2 separate regions of the Mus musculus genome follow, and region 1 is linked to region 2. A link is a contact called in public promoter capture Hi-C data. All regions are on one chromosome and are shown on one strand. Each heading gives the region's core, a stretch centred on a gene start, on an enhancer-like site or on the middle of the called end of the contact. The rest is flanking DNA. Distances are from core to core; before and after follow the strand shown. Region 1 holds the start of Slc6a2 (solute carrier family 6 (neurotransmitter transporter, noradrenalin), member 2). Region 2 holds the start of Irx3os (a long non-coding RNA gene).

Region 1 (3,307 bases), core at 803-3,302, 1.2 Mb before region 2:
ATACATCCAGGTGACCCCTACAAAGCCTAGCATTATGTCCTACACTGAGCTAACCCAGAGAAACATTGTTGATTAATGAACGACTGTCTGATGTCTAGGGACAAGCAGTCTCAGACAGTCACTAAGGACACACAACTTGCCCCAAAGTCTCCCAATTTGTCATTTACTCTTCATCTCCCTGCTTGCTACAAATATAGATTCTACCCTTTTGCTCTTGTTACTATTGGGCCCCGAGGGCTAGAATGCTCCAATCTGCCCGGAGTCTCTGGAGGATCTGCAACCACAGAGTGAGGAAACGTGTCACCTTTGGGTTGTGTGTCCTTTCCTTAGCTTTCTCTCTCCACCCACCAGCATCTACAGATGAGAGCACTGAGCCAGAAGAGTAGAGACAGGAAGCATCCCCCTAGACTCGGGACCTTTGTCTTATCTGGAGTACCCAATGGTGACAGTCTCATATCGGGAAGGGCTCACAGGACTTCTCATCAGCTGGCTCCTCTTCCTTGGTGAGAGCTGATGCTTCTATATGCAACACAACTCAGAGCCACCTGTTCTCTTGGGTGACCACACCCTCTTTACAAATACGGAGTCATGTTTATCCCAAAGCAAGTGTCCAGACAGAACACAGAAATAAAGAACCATGCATCTTGGTTTCTAAGGGCACAAGCCTCCCACGCCCCTAGACCCCTGCCTCCAACTGACTTAAATTCTGAGACAGAATTAATACATGGCAGGGTGACCCAGGGCAGGCCAATACCTTCCTCTAGAAGCTTACACCCCTAGGCTCTGTGCAGGGCACTCTTGAACTTGTATCTGAGTAAAGATGGTGGGGCTGGGGTGCTTTGGCCATGCTAGGCTCCAAGCCCTTCAGAAAGGAGTTTGAGGTTTCTTCCATTGTGCTGGATGTGACCTCTGGGATCCCATTCCAGGGCAGATGGGTAAAATGACAGCTCATCAGGAAGAGGACAAAAGAGCTGTCTGCTGGGTGTCTTTTCTAGGTTCGCATGCGCTGGGCTTCACAACTTGACCAGAGCTTGCAAAGCGGAACAGGACACTCCAGTCTCCCAGGACTCCTGCCTCAAGGCCCAGCTCAGCTCGACATCTAGTGTCCTGATCTCGCAAAGGCTGTGTACACTTACTCCTGTAGCCCACTGGTGATCCAAGGGCTCTCGTTTTATCTAGCCTAGTGTCTGAGTTCCAAGGCTGAGTGCTAGAGTTACCATCATCCTGTGTCCGGCCGGACTATCCCAAACTCTTCTGGAACCCTTTAAAGAACTTACTGATCTCTACTCCCCTTTTCTGTACCGCAGCATTGACTCTGAATTCCTCACCCAACCGGATGCCCTCTATTCTGTCCTTGAGCCCCTGTGCCTACTACTGTTCAAGGTCCTGCCTCTATTTCCCTAACGGAGAACACTCCAATCCTATTTCTAGGTACTCTTAAGAGTTCTTTCCTGCACACTAAATTCGTTCCTGCGTCTCCTCTTCTCCTCCATGTGCATCCCTGCTCCCTCCCCAGCCAACGCCACAAGAACAGGCAGCATCCCAAGTCCAAAAGCCTCAGCCAACCCTGTGCTCACCACCACCATTCTTGTAGCAGAGATAAGGGAACCGCCACACGTTGGCCAGGTCCACAGCGAAGCCCACCACGGACAGCAGGAAATCAATCTTCTTGCCCCAAGTCTCCCGGGGCTGAGCGTCGCTGTCCTGGGACGCCAAGAGGCACTGGACTCCGTTGCGTTCCTTCACCACTAGTAGATCGGCGGTTTTGCAGGGCCTCAGGGGCTGCTCAGGCAGCGGGTCCGCCCCGCCGAGCTCCGGCTGCACCTGCGGATTCATTCGCGCCAGAAGCATGGGTGCGGCTGGAGAGAGGGACTTCGGAGGTTCTGGGGACACACCAAAGTTCTGCTTGTATGAAAGGAGAAAAAGCAGTCAACAAGGCTTGCCGCCCGTTTGCACAAACTGAGACCACCCAGGGGAGCCCAGACGTCAGGATCTTAGGGCTGAGCGGACTCCCAGCTTCCAAGAAAAGGAGCGCCTGAGTTGGGAATTTTTGGAGACTGAGTTGTGACGCGCGTCCGACTGGGACAGAATTTATAGGTGGGGACCTCCTCGGGCCGCCCTGTGGGTCGGGCTAAAGAGCCCACCGAGGTCTACCTGGATCATTCACTTTCTCCCCTCCCCTAAATGCCAAGTTTCCTGCGGGCCCTGAGGGACCAGAGTTGACTCAAGGGCCCTCCCAGCTCCGGGGGGCGCCCTCCGACAGCACTAGGAACCTTCAGGGACACTCTAGAGGGTGCAGCCACTCACGATGTGCCTCGGAGCCGGTCCGCACACTTACCGGTCCCGCGCGCAGAGCGCACTCACGTGGCGGACAGCACGGGGATCCCGGGCTCCAGCCCCGGCTGGGCTCCGCCGCGTGGCACTCAGGCGGGGCCCTGGGAGCGCTGCGGGCACGGGGTGGCCGGCAGGACGCGGGCTGGATGGCTCTGGCCGCGCCAGGAGGAGGCCGACCTGGTAATGTAGCCTGTGCCCCAGGTAACGCGCCTATTGCATTAGCCCCGCGCCCAGCCCGCTCGGTCTGGAGCCTGTTAGCGCTAATGCAGACTGACAGCGTGGCCGGGACTGGCAGAGGCGGGGGCGCAGCTCCCATGGGCTCCGGGGTGGCGGGAGCCGGACTCCCAGGGACTCGCGGGGACCTGGCTTAGCACCATCTCTGACTTTTTTTTTTTTTCTTTTTTGGCAAAAGTAGCGCAGGCAGCTCCCCCAAACACCTGGCTCTGACCTCTGGACAGATGAAGAGAGGGACAGATTCCCAGAATTCGGGTTAAGTCTGTCAAAGGGGGGTTGTAAGGATAGGGGAAGTACCCACCACCCCAGTGACACCAGCGTTGTCATACACCCAGACCACTTAACCTACTTGGTGAGAGTTTTCTCCACCAGCAACAGGGAAACTTGGTGCTTCAGATAAGGATTGTGACTGGTGGCCTGCAGGCTGGGCCTTTGGGGCAGTGTTGTTTGGCGGACTCTGCTGATGGAAAGGTCATAGCCCGAGATTTTATTCCTGGCTCTATTTGCGGCCAGACTGTGACCCTGTTCTTGGAGTCTGTGACCCTGATCTATAAGGCTGAGAACTGATAAATAATCATTCTCAAAAATACCTCCCTAACGCCAAATCACGCCTTTACAGCTTCCCACAAGTGGACAACATCTTCAAAGAGCCCGTTGTTTGGTTCCGGAAACAGGAGCAAGACAGGAAACACATAAATAAATACTTATTCTGGGCGAGAAGATTGGTGCGGTATGGGCC
Region 2 (3,592 bases), core at 390-2,889:
ATGGTGAGATTTATATACAGATCGGCCCGGTTTCTGTAAGATTGTAATTACAAGCTTCGTTGGTTAGCTACTTATCAGAACTTTGCAGGAAAACAAAACAAATGACTGAGGAAAACGAGCGTTTCATTAACCTGTAACCCCAGCTGGGGGGGGGGGGAGCGTACGCAGCAGCCTCTGCAAGAAGCTGAAGGATAGCCAGCCCGCACCGCCTCTGGGGGACTCTGAGCCTTGGGAGGAAAGGAGTGAACTCTGTCCGAGCTGGGAGACACAGCTGCAGAAGCTCCCAACGACGGGGGGCACGGGCACATCGGGGAGCTGGACCAGGGGAGGGAAGAGATGGGGGCTGGTGGTTCGGAGTGTCCGACCCCGAAGCTGGTGGGCCTCTGGCTACACATAGGGCACCCCTTGTAGTTGTCCTCCAGCGCGCACAGCTTCGTGCGCCACGTGTCCTCGGCGTACACCTTTTCTGTATGCTCCTGGCGCCCTGATCCCAGACCACAGAGCGTCCGCGGCGAGCGCTTTGTGCACTGTGCCTGTTGGGAGAAAGAGGGGGTGAGGGAGAAGCTCCTGCTGGTCTCCTGCTGTTGCGCTCAGGTCTTTCCCCAATCAACTCCCGATGCACCTGCTTCTCCTCACTCTCTGTGCGAATCTGTCTGTCTGACCTAATCTCCTGGATTAAAAATCCCATGAAAAGCTTCAGCTCTCCGCGGACTCGCGAGTTTAGTCTAAGAGCTGAGTTCCACTGGCCTGGTCTTGTTGAGGAATCAGAGCCATGCAGTGACTCCAGTCGCTTGGGATACTGGGTCCCGGCGTGGGTTGCTGATTTCAGGGCCAGACCAAAGCTCTTCCCAGTTGGTCACGGGGTAACTGGTAGCTGTTTCTACTCCAGGCCTGGGATGCCTGGAGGAATCTAATTAAGCGAGGTTCTTAGGTTCATGCCTGGGTCTAGAGGTTCACCCTCTGGGCCAGGGGCGGCCCCGTGGCCGGCGTGAGTCCTTCCTGAGAACAGCCTGGCTCTTCCGGTGTTCTTTCTCTCAGCCCATCATCGCAATCGGACACAACCAGGTCGATAGCTGGTTAATGCAGTAAGGAAGGAAGGAGCATCTCAGAGGCTCTTGTGTGGTGTTGTTGTGTGGTGTTGCGTTTTGTTTTTCTTTCCCTTCTGAAAAACAAAACAAAACAAACAAACAAACAAAAAGGAATGAAATACTCGTGGTTTTGCCCAGACATGTACAGCGAAACCCCTTCGCCCACCTTGCAATCTGGCTCTGTCGCCCATTGGTCTGGTCCAGTTCTGTGTAGGTAGGTCGTCCCGGCTGTCTTAAAAGACTCACCATCCTATACACAGGAAAGATCCTGGAAAATAATGTCACCTCTATTCTACAACCCTAAGACCTTTGCTTGAGCAGGTGAGCCCTGGCTTCCTGTGACAGGTTTAACCAGAAACGGAATCAGGCTGCGGGGAAGCCATTCGAAGGCCTGAGCTGATCCTACTATGCCTCCTCTGTCCAGGCTCACCTTAAAGCCAACCTCCAGCACCAGGCAAGGAGACCAGGAGACCACAGAGAAGCTGCACAGATTCAATTTAGGAAGACCCCACATGCTGACATCGAACCCTAGACTTGGTAGCTCCCCAAACTTCTGTTTGTGTTTCTCCCACTAATTTTCTGAGTTAGTACCTCCTGGAGCCTAAGGTCAGTGGAATGCAGCCAGAGGTGGGACATGGGGGTCAAAACTGGAGGCCAGGGCCAGGGAGAAAGAAATCCATTCCCTAACTGTATTCACACTAGAGCCCGGCCAGCCCGGGACCCTTAGATTCCTCCAAGCTGGCGAGTTCCGGTTTGATTCTTAGTTCAGTCGGAGGCCCTTGGGGTGGTTTTTCTGCCTCTAAGCTAGGGCTCTTCACTCTACTGAAGAATCGCAGCCGGGGAGTTGTTCAGTCCGCAGGCCCACAGCAGGCCTGGCCCGCGCGTGGGTCGCCGCTACAGCCTTATCTGGGAGCTCCAGCTATCCCGGGAATTTCAGTATGACTTTCCACTGCACACACTAATCCGTGACGGTGGGCACTTGGACACTCACATTTCAAGTTAGATTTAGGAAATATCCTACCATAAAACCAAAGTCTTGCTCCCCGCCCCCACAATGCACACTCTCTACGGCTCTGGGGGAATTCTCGCCAAAAGAAAAACGCTGGGTCTGGGGACCAGAGAGCGGAAAGGGGAGGGGGATAGTGAAATGAATGGTCGCAATTAAAAAAAAAAAAATCACACCAACATAGAAACTTCTCGGAAGAGCTTTCGGAAAGTTCCCAGAGCCTAGGCTCTAAGTTTCTCTGCTCCTCCCCCACTCCATAGCCAGGAGCTCCACCAACTCCTTGCTTGTTCCACCAGACCACCTAGGCGCCAAACTCACTATTTCTTGTGAGGATTCTCAACAAGGTACCCTGGAGGTGTAAATGTAGCAAACTGCGGGGTTCCCCCGCCCTCCCCCCACCCAGCACAGAATAGGTCTTTTAAAGCTCGGAGAGGCAGCACTCCCAACTCCCAGGCAGCACGTTCACTCTTTTAGCTGCAGGCTTAGGCTTTGGAGAACGACCTAGGGACCAGAGCTGAAAAGTGCAAAGGGAGCCACGGGGGGGGGGGGGGGAGGGCGGGAAGCCCCGGAAGCCTGCCTTGGTCCAGGGTCCTGTCCCAACCCGGAACTACAGCTTCGAAGGGGGCTGAGAATTGAGGAGTTGGAAGACCTGAGGGGCTAGGTGACCCTGTACTAAGCCGCCACTCGTGGTCTCGGCTCTCCCCTCCGAGTGCGGGCAGGAGGGGGCGGGAAGAGACTGAGTCCAGTCCCGCCCCGCCCCGCCCGGCGCTCTGTACTCGCGGGGGAGGGCCGCCTCGCCCAGAAGGCTCCCGGGTGATTGGCGACTCCAGGAGGAGACGCAGGGAAAAGTCGAATAAGAGGGCGCGACGTCAGACTCGAGATTTGGGGAAGGGTGAAGGAGGGGGTGGAAGGGCGGGGACGGACACACAGACACTGACGCGGACACACACCCCCCGCACAGCGTTCTAAGTGTCTTCAACTTTAAGCCGCCTTAGCTCAGGGTGCGGAGACCGGGGAAGAGGGGAAGAGAGAACGAGAGAGTAAAGAGATTTAAAAGAGAGGAGTCAGACTAGGAAAAGTGAAGAGAGCAGAAAGGTGAGCAAAAGCAACCGTGAGAAACAGAAAGAGCAAAAAGAACCGCAGTTTCCCAGCGTCCAGGACTGCGAAGGAGCCTCGGGAGCGGAAGCGGCCAGGGGTGGGGTGAGGGGGGACGCAGCGAGGGGAGGGGAGAGGACAGGACAGGAGGAGAGTGTAAACTAGAGGAGGGCGAAGGAAGCGAGGCGCGACACAGCTCCCGGAGAGGAGGGCAGAACTGAGCGCCTAGCGCAGAGCGGCTCGCCCGGCCTAGAGGAGGGAGTGCTGCGCAGAGAGGAGGGGCTTGAGGCCCCGTAGAAATGTCAATCAGAGCCCGGAGCCCAGGGAATCTCGGCCAATCTGTTCGGACCTGACCTGACTCCTCGCTGCCGCCGCTGCCGCCGCCGCCGCCCGCCGCGGAGCA

The links. Promoter capture Hi-C pulls out the DNA fragments that hold promoters and counts their contacts.
Region 1: a contact with region 2 is called in a promoter capture Hi-C map of embryonic stem cells, with 5 times the contacts expected there. The contact joins the promoter of Slc6a2 here to the promoter of Irx3os in region 2. A contact is called at or near these places in 4 of 39 promoter capture datasets (embryonic stem cells and hippocampal neurons), 1 of 115 datasets of contacts at active chromatin or transcription factors (embryonic stem cells) and 1 of 9 other capture datasets (adipose tissue).

The regions. Positions count from the first base shown.
Region 1 is chr8:92,959,792-92,963,098 of GRCm38.p6, reverse strand. It overlaps Slc6a2 (solute carrier family 6 (neurotransmitter transporter, noradrenalin), member 2), which reads right to left and starts at 2,052. Exons shown (of 14, transcript NM_009209.3): 1 at 1,578-2,052. The coding sequence starts at 1,851.
Region 2 is chr8:91,801,383-91,804,974 of GRCm38.p6, reverse strand. Irx3os (a long non-coding RNA gene) reads right to left here and starts at 1,639. Exons shown (of 4, transcript XR_003947581.1): 1 at 1,255-1,639; 2 at 132-1,162. It overlaps Irx3 (Iroquois related homeobox 3), which reads left to right and starts at 3,321. Exons shown (of 4, transcript NM_008393.3): 1 at 3,321-3,592.